2 separate regions of the Dromaius novaehollandiae genome follow, and region 2 is linked to region 1. A link is a contact called in public Hi-C data. All regions are on one chromosome and are shown on one strand. The core of a region is the stretch at or near the end of the contact, and the rest is flanking DNA. Distances in the headings are between cores, read along the strand shown.

Region 1 (6,536 bases), core at 2,771-5,270:
TGGACATGCTTCTGAGTAATGTGCTCTAGGTGACCCTGCTTGAGCAGGAGGCTTGGACTAGATGATCTCTAAAGGACCCTTTCAATCTCAACTGTTCTGTGATTAAGAATGAAAAATACTGCACCTTGCTTGCAACATTGATTTAGCTAGAGATAACCCCTAATAAAAGCCTACTTCTTTTCTCTGTTAGGAGTCATTCTGTAGTGAATTTCCTCGTACATTGAGGAAGTTGAACTGGAGTAACTCCAGTTACAGTGTGTGATATGATGCAACTTTAATGCAACTCATCTGCAGCAATAACACATATTGCAGCAGAAATGTAAAGAAATGTAAAGAAATAGAAATAGATTTTTGTTTTCTTGAATTTGTTTTTGAACTCTAAGCATGCATATGATTCTGTGACAAAAGGCATTAAATTGTTTTTATGCTAAATACGTGGGAAATGATACCATGTGAATGTAACCTTTATCTGGATATTGAATTCCCATTTCTTTTGCCTTGTAGGATTGCTTACATAGTCAGCTACAGAATTTTATGTGGCTACTAAATAAACAATGTAGATGAGACTTCATATGGTCCGGGAAGAAAGCGTCTGGATCCATCCCTTCCCTGTTACACAGAAGGAAAATTTCAGGGACTATGAAGCTACTCATTGTGTTGGAGGAAGTGGTCTTAGGAAAATAAAGAGGCTTTTAAACACACCCATGCCCCTACATGGTTTCTGGCTCTGCAACTGATTTTCTGTGTGATTCTGGACAAATGATTAAGGTTATATCTATACCATATAATGTAGTATCCTGCAGAAATACCCACACTGACTCTGACTGAATTATAAGGACTTTTTTTCCTCACTTCACTGAGAATTTTCACTGCTTAAAATATTGGGATGGTTCACACAGATCATGTGGGACTGTGTTAATATATATTTTTTTATATATTTTTTTTCAAATCAGGTAGAAGACATCAAACCAGTGAAACTCATGGGCCAAGGTTTTTTTGGTCTTTTTTTTTAAGAAATAAAAATAGCAAATGCCTTAGTAGGAATGGTGAAAATGACAACTCTTCTTATTTGTGAATTCTGTCTTCTTTAGGTAAAATAGAATTTCTTATTAAATTTCACTGTGGAATTAAGTGCCTGCAGAGCTGGAAACATGCTCTTTTCTATGTTTGTTTTTTCACTTTTATTGTCTGTGCTTGCATGGCCCCATGAACATGTTAGGGAAGAATATAAATTGAAATTGGCCTGGCTGGTTCAAAACCCCTGCAAAAATGAGATTGCTAAGTGTTTGGGGGAACAGTGAGTTGAGTGGTTGACCTTGACATTCCCCCTGCATGGCAGGATCAGGAGCAGCCAAGTGTCTGTGCTTCTAGTGAGGGACACTTGTGCCTGGCTCAGGGTCTGGTATAAGCGAGGGCAGCCCTGAGAGCTCACTGTGCTTCACTGTAGCCTGCAGGGCTGCCACCATCTCTGTCGTCGCTGAGGATCCTTGCATCCCAAGACTGAAGTGCACCCCAGTCCAATTCACAAGTCCTCTTATCTGCCTCTCCTTTGATCAGAAAGACTGGGGGTGACACGATGGCTCTGGGTGTTTTCCCCAGACTCCCTTCATCGCCTCCGTGCAAGACACCACAGGTTCAGGCACAGGAGACATGTCGGGTGTGCCGTGTCCTGCAACACAGATGCGGCAGCGTTAGCTCACTGAATGAGCAAGGGGACTCCATTCTCTCTCGCAGGAAAGTTTTTAGTTCGGTGTCCTAAGGGGTGATGCTCCGGCTGCTGCATGGCTCCGTCGCGCCTTCCCGCTTTGGCATCTCACTGATACGTGCTGCCCATCACCCCCACCCTGGGGCTGGGATCGGGGGCAGTCTGCTGTGGGAGGCAGGTGGTGTGGCAGCGAGCTAGGCAGGAGACAAGTGGGAAATGCCAAAGAGGCTTGCCAGTTCTGTGCGTCTGCTTGAAGGGCCTTATGGCTGTTACTCCTTAGGAAAAAGGGGACAGGAGGGGACGGAGGAGAAGTGTGCCTTAAGCCAGTGGGAGGGGGCCATGCAAAAGCAGCAAAGCATGTCTGCTGCTGCGTGAAGTCTGCTCATCTGAAAAATATTGCAAGTTTACCTTCCCACGTTCCCAGGTTCTCATGTGAGTAAAAGTCCATGGCTTAAATACTCAGCAGAAAGTGAACACAGCACGTGTGTAAAGAGCAGCATTTTAAAATAAGAATTAATATTCTAGGAAACCTTTTGTACACCCACATTTACTATGCCCCTTTTGCTGCTTTGAGGCCCTTTATTAAAGTTCTCTTTTCACTTTAAAAAAAAGCATGTATTGTTATCATGTTTATGCTCTGGTATTTTTGCTTCTCCTTATAGGGAATGACTCTTTTCATGCTTGTGCCTCGGCTCAGTGTCCGGTCCTACAGTTTTCTCCCTGATCGAAGCTCTCTGATCTTATGGTGTGAGCAAATGTCTTGCAATTACATTTCATAATAATTGCAGAGACAGTGCAATAAACCGCAGCAGAACTAGATCTGTTGGTGACAGAGCAATGTGAAAAATGCTCACAACACAGTGAACTGTATGAAGTTGATATTCAGAAGCAGAAAAAGAAAAGCCAGAGTGCAAAGGTGGGCTGAGCAGTTCAGAGGTGGAAGGATGTTCTGATTTTGCTGAAAGCAACAGTGGCGTTGGTGTTTTGCTGTTTGCTTTGCTTTCTTTCCTCCTTTTTTTCACTATATATTGGGCATACAGATGTTTTAAGACAAGCTAAGCCCCTCTCATTTCTCTACATTTTTTAGGAGATATTTCTTAGCAATTCAAAGGGAATGGTTTCTTTTTGGATGCAAGATGAAAGTCTCAGCCCCCAGGTTAGAGTAGGAATAGCTTATTCAGGAGCAGGACAGGCTTCTGGCTGAAAATTCCAGGCAGTTCTCTGAGATTGAAATTGCAGTTCTAATATGATGATAATATAATATACATACATAATAATGACAACAGCATGAGCACTGAAGGTGCTCGCATGCAGTATTCTTGCAGGTGGATTTTCTGGAAAGTTAAATTGCTACAGGTTGATTTTTAGCTGATGCACTTTTGCTGTTTAGAAGACTATCTACCTCATGAGTAAAATTGTGCAAAGTGGTCTGCGAAGGAGTTGGCTGGTATTTATGTAACAATAGTAGATCCTAGAGCAGGAACTCAGAACCAAATTTCTCTGAAGTTCAGGACTATTCTGATTCTGTTTCTAATCTGTGCATTCTGGTTTCATCTCTAGCAAATACCAAGGGCATTATTTATGTTTAAGATAGTTTCTTAAATAGTTACCACAATCCTTTTCTTGGGAAGTTACCCCTGAGAAAGTTTTTACATATAATAAGGGGACTGTATAGCCTGTACAGACTTGCAAATTGATAGAAGTGTTTCACATGTAATAATTACATAGTCCATAAGGCAATCTGGAATAGTTCAACCAGCATACCTCGGTTTTGTAACCAGTTACCTTATTTCACTAGCCAAGCATAAAATACTATTGTCATTCTGAATTGCCATTTCTCATTATTATTTGGAAACCTTAATTTCATTAAATCCTATAAAAAGCTCTCTGCAAACTCTGCTAAAGTGACACAATTGTCTGAGAAAAGTAGCAAAAGTATGTGAGGGTTAAATGTAATTTTTTTCTCATAAGTGACATTCTTCTGACTTAGGATTCTTTAATAGATACTGAGCAGTGGAGAACTGAAAGTATTTTAAATTTCAGTGCTTTGTATATTTACAGAGAGATTACAACAAACTTCTACACTTTATCTACATTTTAATAGGTCAGTGTGAACCTATGAAGTGTATTAAGGTGGACTGCCTAACTTATTAAACTTACGTGAATTCGTCAAACGCCCTTAGCAGTTGTATGCAATAGGGGCTGGAAAGCCATGCATGATTGAGGTCATGCATCCAGCCAGTTTGTAAGATGATCCCTCTGTACCGAGCCATCAGCCATCCTCAGCATAGGGGCGCACTCATACACGCATTCCTGTCAAGTCATCTTGTGAAAGGCTGCTTGCTTCCAGCTTGGCTTGAATGTGCAACCTTAATAAAACTCACTGAAGTCTGAGAGAAAATAGCAGTTCTGCAGCAGATAGTGTAGGGGAAAGAGACTGGGATATGCATATGCAGCTGACTAAAGCAGGCTACATGCTGGACTGTAACAGAGAGGAAACAATAAATCTTAACTACTATGCAATAAATATTCCCAATTTTAGCTAAAGGAAGCTATCCTAATATTGAAATTAAAAATATACCAATTTATCCAAGCTTGATTATTAAAGTACAATTCTCCAGTCCTTCTAAAGACTTTAAAGGAAATTAAGAACAAATTTAAAAAAAGAGGGAGAAAAAAGTTTTTCTAAAATTAGGAAAGGAAAGTAATAATAACATGACAATTTTCCTTTCCTTTGCTTTCCTGGCTGCTCTTCTGGCTCACATAGGCTGTAATAATCAACGTCGGGGTCCAGAAGCCAGTGGGAGAAGATATAACCGGATTCAGCATGGGCAGTGCACCTATACTTTCATTCTACCAGAACAGGACGGGAACTGTCGTGAAAGCACGACAGACCAGTACAACACAAATGCTCTTCAGAGAGATGCTCCCCACGTGGAACAGGATTTCTCTTCCCAGAAACTGCAACATTTGGAACATGTGATGGAAAATTACACTCAGTGGCTGCAAAAAGTAAGTGCTTCTTTTTCCACTTCTCATTAAATGGATTTTTTTTGTTGGTGCTTATGCTGTTCATAGTTTTCATGAGTTTCTATGAGAACTGAGGTAATAAGGATTTCTCTAGTTCTTAACTCTGCAGGGTGAGCAATCTTACATCCAGAGTGCACCCTTCATAGTGAGATTGCTCTTGGGAGCAGAATTTTCTTCACATTACTGAAAGATGCAATTTTGTAAAGCTTTTTTCTCAAGAGACCACAGATGTTTTATGAGCCAGAGTATACAAAAATACACCAGAGACTCCAATGTTGGAAGGCTTTATTAGCTAGTCTTATAAACTCCATTTATAGTTCAGAGCTTCCAATCAGATGTCATGCAGGATACCTGCTACTCTAACAGCAAAAGGGTGCATTTAAAAAAATCAACATCTAATGGCACTGTATTGAGAATATTATTATTGCTCCATAAATAGATCATGTAATCCTATTCTATCCAGCTAATCACTGGAATGACAGAGAAAAGTATATAAGCATTCACATTTTTAAATCATCACAGTAATTTTTTTTTAGTGTGTGTTACACTGGGCTTGAAAATAATGTTACAGTAACTTAGCAGAAGTGAAATACTTTTTAAGAATTTGTGCTATAGCTGTAAACTTCTACTGAACTTTTCAGTTTTTTATGTATAAGCTGCGGCTTGGCCCTGAAAAGACTTAAATATCTGAATAACTACTCAGATGAGAAGTCCCATTAATAAGGTTACTCACTCAAGTAAAATTACTTACCTTGCAGGACCTTGTCTTTGGCTTGATATTGAGAATGGTTTGAGATAGGTGACAAGTGAAAATAAATAAACTGTCTTTGTATACGATTGTAATATTCTTATTCTCACTTTGGCATGATGACCTGGCAAAACAGCAAATTGAGCAATTGGTGATGCAATTAATCATGTAGGATGGCACAAGAAAACTATCGTACATACCTATTCAAGAGAAACATCATTTAACAGTAGCACAAGATCATACTAAGAATAAACATCAATAAAGAATGAACATCAATAAAGAATGAACATCAAAAATGCTAGTAAAGATTACTAAAACTTCATATTAGCATATTTATTGCTACCTATCTCGTTTACAATTTTCATTTCCTCCAGATGGTATAGAAGACAGAAATATGTTAAAAAGCATAAACAACCCCCCTACCCTTCTAACCATGCTAAAACCTTTAGAGAGAATTTCTTGATCTCCTGGTAAATTAATTGCACTCTTTGCATATACAGTATAGCCCTAGCAAGAGAGAGATGACTATGCCCAATAAATATGTGACTATAAACCAAAATATAGTGGAGCATTTCTTTTTCAGACTATTTTCCTCAGTTTTTAATATTGTGGTCTGCTTTGGGGAATATAAGGCTGCAACTGAGGAGATGTCTTTTGTAGAGGAAAGCATTTCTTAAGAAATAATTTTACTGCACCTTGGGAGTTTAAGGCAAGGACTGAGAAGAGGAAAATTGTTATCTGTGTTTATGCACACATGATTTTACTTGAGCAAATTGCCTGCTGAATCATGCTTATGAGACTTTACTTATTCTATGTTTGTCCACTAGAGACTGAACTAAGATCACTGTTTCACTGTGAACTGAACAAGAAGAAAAATGAGTCTCTAGAGTGTGAATGTCTGAGTTAGGGTTAGTCCTCTCACACTTCAGCAGGAAGTGATTAAACAGGTAGGAAGCCCAATGAAAGGCTTTTATATCTGAGGGCTCTATATCTGCAGTGACTGTAAAACAGGCTGTGGGCAGGGCCATCCCCCCGCCCTGTCCTTCCCAGCCC
Region 2 (6,536 bases), core at 1,046-3,545, 300 kb after region 1:
AGGCAGGGTCTTTTTCCTCAAATCTTCCAATATGACATTTACAAAATAATTTCTATTTTATATGCCTGTAAATATTCTACTACCCTGAGACATCACAAAACATGATGTAATCTGCCATGATTCAGAAATTCAGAACAGGGAATTATTGTATATCAAATTTCACTGTTAAAATTTCAGCAGCCATTAATTCCAGTGTTTCCTGATAGCATGCACACTGCAGTTCTCTGAGGAACACTTGTCTTCTGAACATTGCAGCGTTAAACTAGATGGGAGGGCAGTCATATCACAATATGCAATTACGGAAAGGACAAATGAAAAGAAGTCTCTGTCAGACCATAAAGACAAAAGGACACCATTGCAGGGTCAGTCAAGTGCTAGCCAAAGTAAGCTCTGCTTCTGTCAGTCTTGCAACTCATGAGAAAAACATCAAACATGCCTTTGGGTAACAACATATCTGCATTGTAGCTCCATCCCCTTCTGCAACAGAGACGGAAGTCCAGTGCTGAATGTGAACCCGTGATGACAGTCTGGATCCAGAAGCTATTAGCCTGAAGCTTTCTGACTGCTAGGACATGGGTCAGGCTACCTATTATTTCTTCACAAAATATTGCAAACAGTCACTATCAAAGGCTAAGGTTATAATTCTATATCTTTGATTTTAAAGTCATACTAAGGTGCCAGCATATTATGCCTTTCTAGACTGTCCCTCTGACGATATTCTCTTCACAGGGGTGAAAGCCTTCAGCTTTTTTTCCATTTTTTCCCCAAGCAAAACATTTGTCTCTCTCAGTCCCACTCATCTTGGAGGTGCTTCTACCCCTCACTCTGGGTCCTTCAGCAGATACAAAAGAGACTGAACATCCATCAGATACTTACCTTTCTGGGAATAGCCAGCCTGAGAAGTTTCCAGGCACAGCAGACATCCTTCTCAAAAGGCATCAGCTGCTGTATATTAGTAGGAGATACCTGGCTGCAAAGGAAAAGGAAAACACGTTGTCCTGTGCAGTCTGGTAACACAGCCTGCCTCTCCCACCCAAAAGACAACATTAAACTCCCACAGAAGCACTGGCTATCAACATTTCCATGACCTAGCACCTCTGTATATTACTTCCAGCACAGTACAGACCACTTTCCTAATCATCTCCATCATGAGTGTTATGAATGAGTGTCCAGCCACTAGGCTTTCTATTACCCTATCATCTCCTACATCCTTTCCTCAGACTGAAGCCTCTCTCCACAGCTCCCTCCAGCAGAACCCCTGTCTCCTTCAACCTCCCATTGTGTTGTCTTCACAGCATAGGGCCTCAGGCACTTGACTAGTAAAGACAACCCACATTTCCTAAAATCTGTGCTCCTTACCTCACCTGCCTCATCCCTGCTCCAGCATCCCTGAGGGGAAACGTAAATCACAGGACAGGTGGGTTCCTGAAACAGACACTATGAGCAGATTAAGTTAACGATCACAGCAGCTAGTTATCAACTGTCAAGTGAGCAGCGTTCAAGAGCATCATCTGCAATAACTGCTTGTCTGCATCACTTGGTAGCGCAGGTCATCTGAATTCTGAGGTAAGCTCCTGATCACAGGACAGAGACACAGAGCAGAATATGTAGAAAGCTTCTAGAGAAAATCTATTCTGCAAGTAAAAGGCCTCAAGCAAATGGGGACATTGCTTTGCCATTTCAACAAGATGGCTTCATGTGGAGACATCATGCATAAAGGAACGCTGCAAGGAGAGGCCACATGTACAGGGAGGGGAGCTACATCTCGAAGAGCAAACTCATTTGCAACGGTGACCATACCCAGACTCTGGGACTTTGTACCTATTCTGTTAAATTATTAGAATGGTCTCTGGTGCTGCTTTGGCCTCCCAAACAGCATGCTTTCCCCATTCCCACGCATGGCTTAGGAGCCAATGGGCCATACGTCATTCCCAAGAGGCAGCTGTCCTGCAGGTGGCCACCCTGTTTTGGAGAGAGGCAGAGTTTAATAATATGAACAAGGGCTGTTCTGCACCAGGCAGTTTCAGTGCCAGAGAATGGACATGGACACATTTAATTTACTTGTACTGATGTAGCCAGAATGGCTGAGAAGCCCATGGACTGCAGCTACAGCACAAGCTAAGAGAAACACGCCAGGAAAGTTGCGACGGGCAGAAAGCCCAGCTGAACAATAGGAGACAGAAATGCATCCTGCTGCATCCAGCACGCTCAGCTGCACTCACTTTCCTCCAAGGCTGAACAGCCTCAATCAATTACAGGCCTCCCTCCCTTTGCTGCAGGCACAACAAGCCAATCCCAAATGATCTCCCGAAAATAGCATTTCCTGTACACTGAAGATTTGCTCCAGAATGCTGTAACCCTATGCAGCACTGCCACATTCACTTTGAAGTGGTTCATGCATCACCAGTGTACCACAGCGTGGGAACTCCACTTCATGTATCATTAATCCTGCCCTGGAATAGGAAAATGGACAAGGTGACCTTTGGAGATCTTTCCTAGCCCTTTCTTCTATGATAAATACAGATTTAGGACACAAATGTTCCAGTTTCCTTAAAAAAAAAAAAAAAAAAAAAAAAAAAAAAAAAAAAAAGGCATCCACAATCTTTATACTTCACCAGAAGGAAAGAAAACATTTAAAGAAATAATCCAAGCCATGGTCATTTAATGCCTGAGAAAATATATGAGTCTGCCAAGCTCAGTCAGACTCTGAGACCAATCAAAGAGGCCAATTTTATATTCTGTGGACCTCCCATGAGAATGCTCTACTAATATTTATAGCTCTGCTTTGATTTGGGTGATTGCCCAACCTCCTTAGCTGAACTGATCTACTAACCCAGTGTCAGGAAAAATGAAGTAGTTTTTTCTCTCCTGTGAAAGCTGCACAATAGGGTGCTTGCTCTACATCCAAGTCTCAAGCCCTAGCCACCAAGTCTAAAAGATCTAGACTTGTAACCACACTTTTGGGTCAGTGGGACTTCAGGTCCTGCTGCACTGATGCTTGCCAAGTGAGACTTGCAGTGATACTCTAAGTAACATTACAATTTATTCCTTAGTTACGCTTTCACATTGAAAGTCTGAGACGTATTCACATTAATATTTTCCCTTGAGCATTAAGGGCTTCCTCACAGGTGCACTTTCCCAGCCAGTGTATGGATTATTCATCATCATAACATAATCGCTTCTACTACTGCTCCTCCAAATGTCCATCTAGGCATTTTTACTACCAGTACATGCGAGACAAATCAGAATAGGAAAAAAATTCAGGTACAAGACATCTTTCTAGGTTCATTATTAAGTTTCAACCATGGTCTGTGTGTCTACATTTTACAGATATACTCTAGATCAAAAAAGTTTACATACTCTTTAGAACTTGCAGATAAAATGATCAGACTCAAATTATTTACAGTTATCAATGACACAAAAAAGCTTATCAGAATGGGTTTTATACGTAAGATCAAAACCTAATAGTGATCACTGAACCACTGCATGTTCACCACTGAACAACATCTCGAAATATCTGAAAGCCAACAAACTATAATTCCATTACATGTATATTGACCAAAGACAACTCAAAGAAGAGAAGGAACATATTCTTTATTTGAGAGTACTATTTCAGGCCTTTTATATCTTTCTTCTCCAGAGAGCCCTTTTAGAAAGCTGAACTAATTAAGTTCACTCTTGCTCAGCTTTCAGCAATAGCCTTGATTTTTTCTATTCCCTCAGCTTTTCCATGTAGTTTCTTTTTCAACATGCCCTGTTGCTTAAAAGCAAGTGCCTTTTTTTAAGTCATATTGTAACACAATTGAAAGACCAGTCAAAGGTTAAACATAAAAAATGAAAGAATATGTTTCATAAATCTAAGGTCCTGCAGGTAAATGAAAGGAAGTCACTCCTCTTTGTTCACATACCAAAAAACTACAGTTGCAGAAAAACGTTTTTCATGCCCTAACTACTGATTTTTTTAAGCTTATTTAAACTTCAGAATGACCACAAACTTTCCTGTTCTGAAAAACAGTCAGTTACAGGAGAAAGAGTTCTTACAAATCCAAGTTGATGAACAATTTACATACAAGCTGACTGAATTTTTTTGCGACTTGAACATGGTCTAAATCCGCTCTGCTTTTCTAGTAAGAAAAAACATTATTTCATAATTTTTAATAAGTCATTGGCAGACTTCCCATCCTTCATTTGTGGGAGAAGTCCACTTCACGCCATTAAGTAACTCCATTGATTCAAAAGGCTGAATCATGACAAGATCATATTGAGGAAAAGACAGTGCATAGAACTTTTTGAGTGCTTCAGATCAGAAATCCTAAAAAAAGCCCCATACTTTTCAGTGTCAAATTTCAGTAAGTCTATTTCCAAGATAGATGACCCAGATTTTTAAAGGATTTCAGGAAAATAATCTTTCTGAATCCTTTGTGAAAGTCCAAAATTTAGTTCCAAAATTGTCTAACAGGAAGGGTTAACAAAAGCATCTCCAAAATTGTCTTCAGAAAAGACAGGATTAAGTTTTCTTCTTCTAACGTTAGTTGTTCATTATATTGTGGCCCAAAATCCTGCTGGACAATCCTGTTCTATAGCAAATTGATCTGACAGCTGTTTATCACTATTTCGTTATAATGCCCATCCTTTCAGGGAAGGCTTTTTATGTTCCAAAGAAAAGGAGTCCACTTTCCCATCTGTCCTATCCTTTGAACTCATGCCAATTGCTTTTAAACTTTCCCAGACATGCACCCAACCTAGGAAACTGTGTTGCTTAATGTTATGAGGACAACATAGTGGGGAAAAAAACTATTTATTTCTTAGCAAGACTTTCATAAACACAGTGGCTTTACTTGAAAGCCATAACTATTTGAAAGCAAAAGTTCCAAGATTCAAGCTGCCTTGGATCTGACGTCACCTCTTCATCCAGATCAGGTGAGCCTTCTCGTCTGAGCCTTTCACATAACTATGTCTCACTCTCTTTCTGCTTCCTGCTGTGCTGGGGAGAGGCCTAGCTCTTCCCGGCCGTACCTGCCTGTGTGCGTCTGTGTGGAAAAAAAGCGTATTGTTCCATTGAGGTGAAACACAAAGTCAAGGGTCTGCCTTATCATTCAGCACTGAGGAGTATAAAAGAGGTCTGCTTCATTCACCATCCAACTTAGAAAAGTCTGCATTATAAAACTATACAGAAAAGTTCACACCATAAAGCTAATGGCACCAAAAACAATTCATATTTTCATTTCTGGATATTGCTGCTTTCTTTGTCATCCCAACATAGAAAGAATTAGTGAGCAACAACCTTATGGAGGAAATCATGTGGGTTTGATGTTTCCATGCACTGTTATTTGCCAGAAGATGATTCTGGCAGGAGGTCTAGGAGTCAGGTATCCCCTTTTGCTGATTCCTACTGTTCACAGTGTGAAGAACTATCTCTGCTAGACCAGGTACTTTCCTTTTATGTAATCTTCTGTCACACATTTTAGAGAAAAAAAAATTGTATTTCTGGAGAGTTTCAGGTGGGACTACCCCACCTCTCAGATTGTGGCTGCAAGAACCACGACATTGGATACAAACTTGATTTAAGTCATTCCAGTCACTATTTGCCTCTACATGCTCATTCCTGCTACTCCTCTTCCATGATGCCAGCACAATCATTTGTTTGACCATTTTCTGAGTAAGACTGAAAATGAAATGATCATGTTTTTATAGCAGGCAGAGCTGAAGGAGCAGGAAGCTTGGGCAAGTGCATAACTAACAGCTAGGGGTGAACTGAGGATGAAGATAACTCAGATCAGATCCTTTCCTTTAATAGGTTAGCTTGTGCAAACACAGCCTGTGAGTACATTTAGCAAGATGGCGGAAAAGCTGAGTGGAAAACCTCAAAAAAAGAGAGATCTTTGTAGACAGGTCAGGTTTACAACTTGTTCAAAAGCAATTTTAGCGGCACACCTGAGGGGAGAGAGAACTGCTGTATGAAATGGGAATAAGTGACTGGGGATGGAAACAAGAAGGCAGGAGGAAAGGAGGAATTCCTAAACTGAATTACCTGCCAAGGCTGGTGTTTCACAGCACGTCACCCTTTGCAATATTTTCTGCCCTGGTTTGCTCCCCTTCTAACCTCAGGTGCCCAGGCATTATGCAGCACTAGGGGCTGCACCGGGTTTTGCACCTGCGGATGAGGTCCAGCAGCACAAACCCGAGCACGGCCCCGAGCGCCTGCAGTCTGCTGGCCCCGGAGTGCACCAGCTTCTCCTCTGTGGTCCTGCGAGGAGATGTCAGGCACCTTTCCTGGTCAGGACAGCAATCTGCCAAACATCCCCATAGGCTTTTCAGAGACTCACTTCGACATGTTCCGAGCTTAATCTCCAGCAGAGTTTATAATTTCATACAGACATATCACATTCTGTCACAGATTATCTGTGTTTTCATTTTACAGATGTCTGCCTCTCCCCTGTCAGCTCCGCTCCTGTCTGTATGGTTCTCCTACCCACAGTGAGAAATACTTGGCTGTGACGGAGCTTTCTATCATTGCAAAGCTGCAGGCTGACTAA

The links. Hi-C and Micro-C count contacts between places; a contact is called where the count stands out from the background.
Region 2: a contact with region 1 is called in a Hi-C map of liver, with 9 times the contacts expected there. The contact joins the enhancer-like site here to the promoter of ANGPT1 in region 1. A contact is called at or near these places in 2 of 4 Hi-C or Micro-C datasets (brain and liver).

What each region holds. Positions count from the first base shown.
Region 1 is chr2:140,819,158-140,825,693 of bDroNov1.hap1, forward strand. ANGPT1 (angiopoietin 1) reads left to right here and starts at 4,021. Exons shown (of 9, transcript XM_026119552.2): 1 at 4,021-4,717. The coding sequence starts at 4,421.
Region 2 is chr2:141,118,051-141,124,586 of bDroNov1.hap1, forward strand. No RefSeq gene overlaps it. Among named protein-coding and RNA genes, the nearest start is that of ABRA, 35 kb to the right of the region's middle. Within about 2 kb of position 2,296, at least 2 of the 2 cell types and tissues checked have open chromatin away from gene starts, as enhancers often do.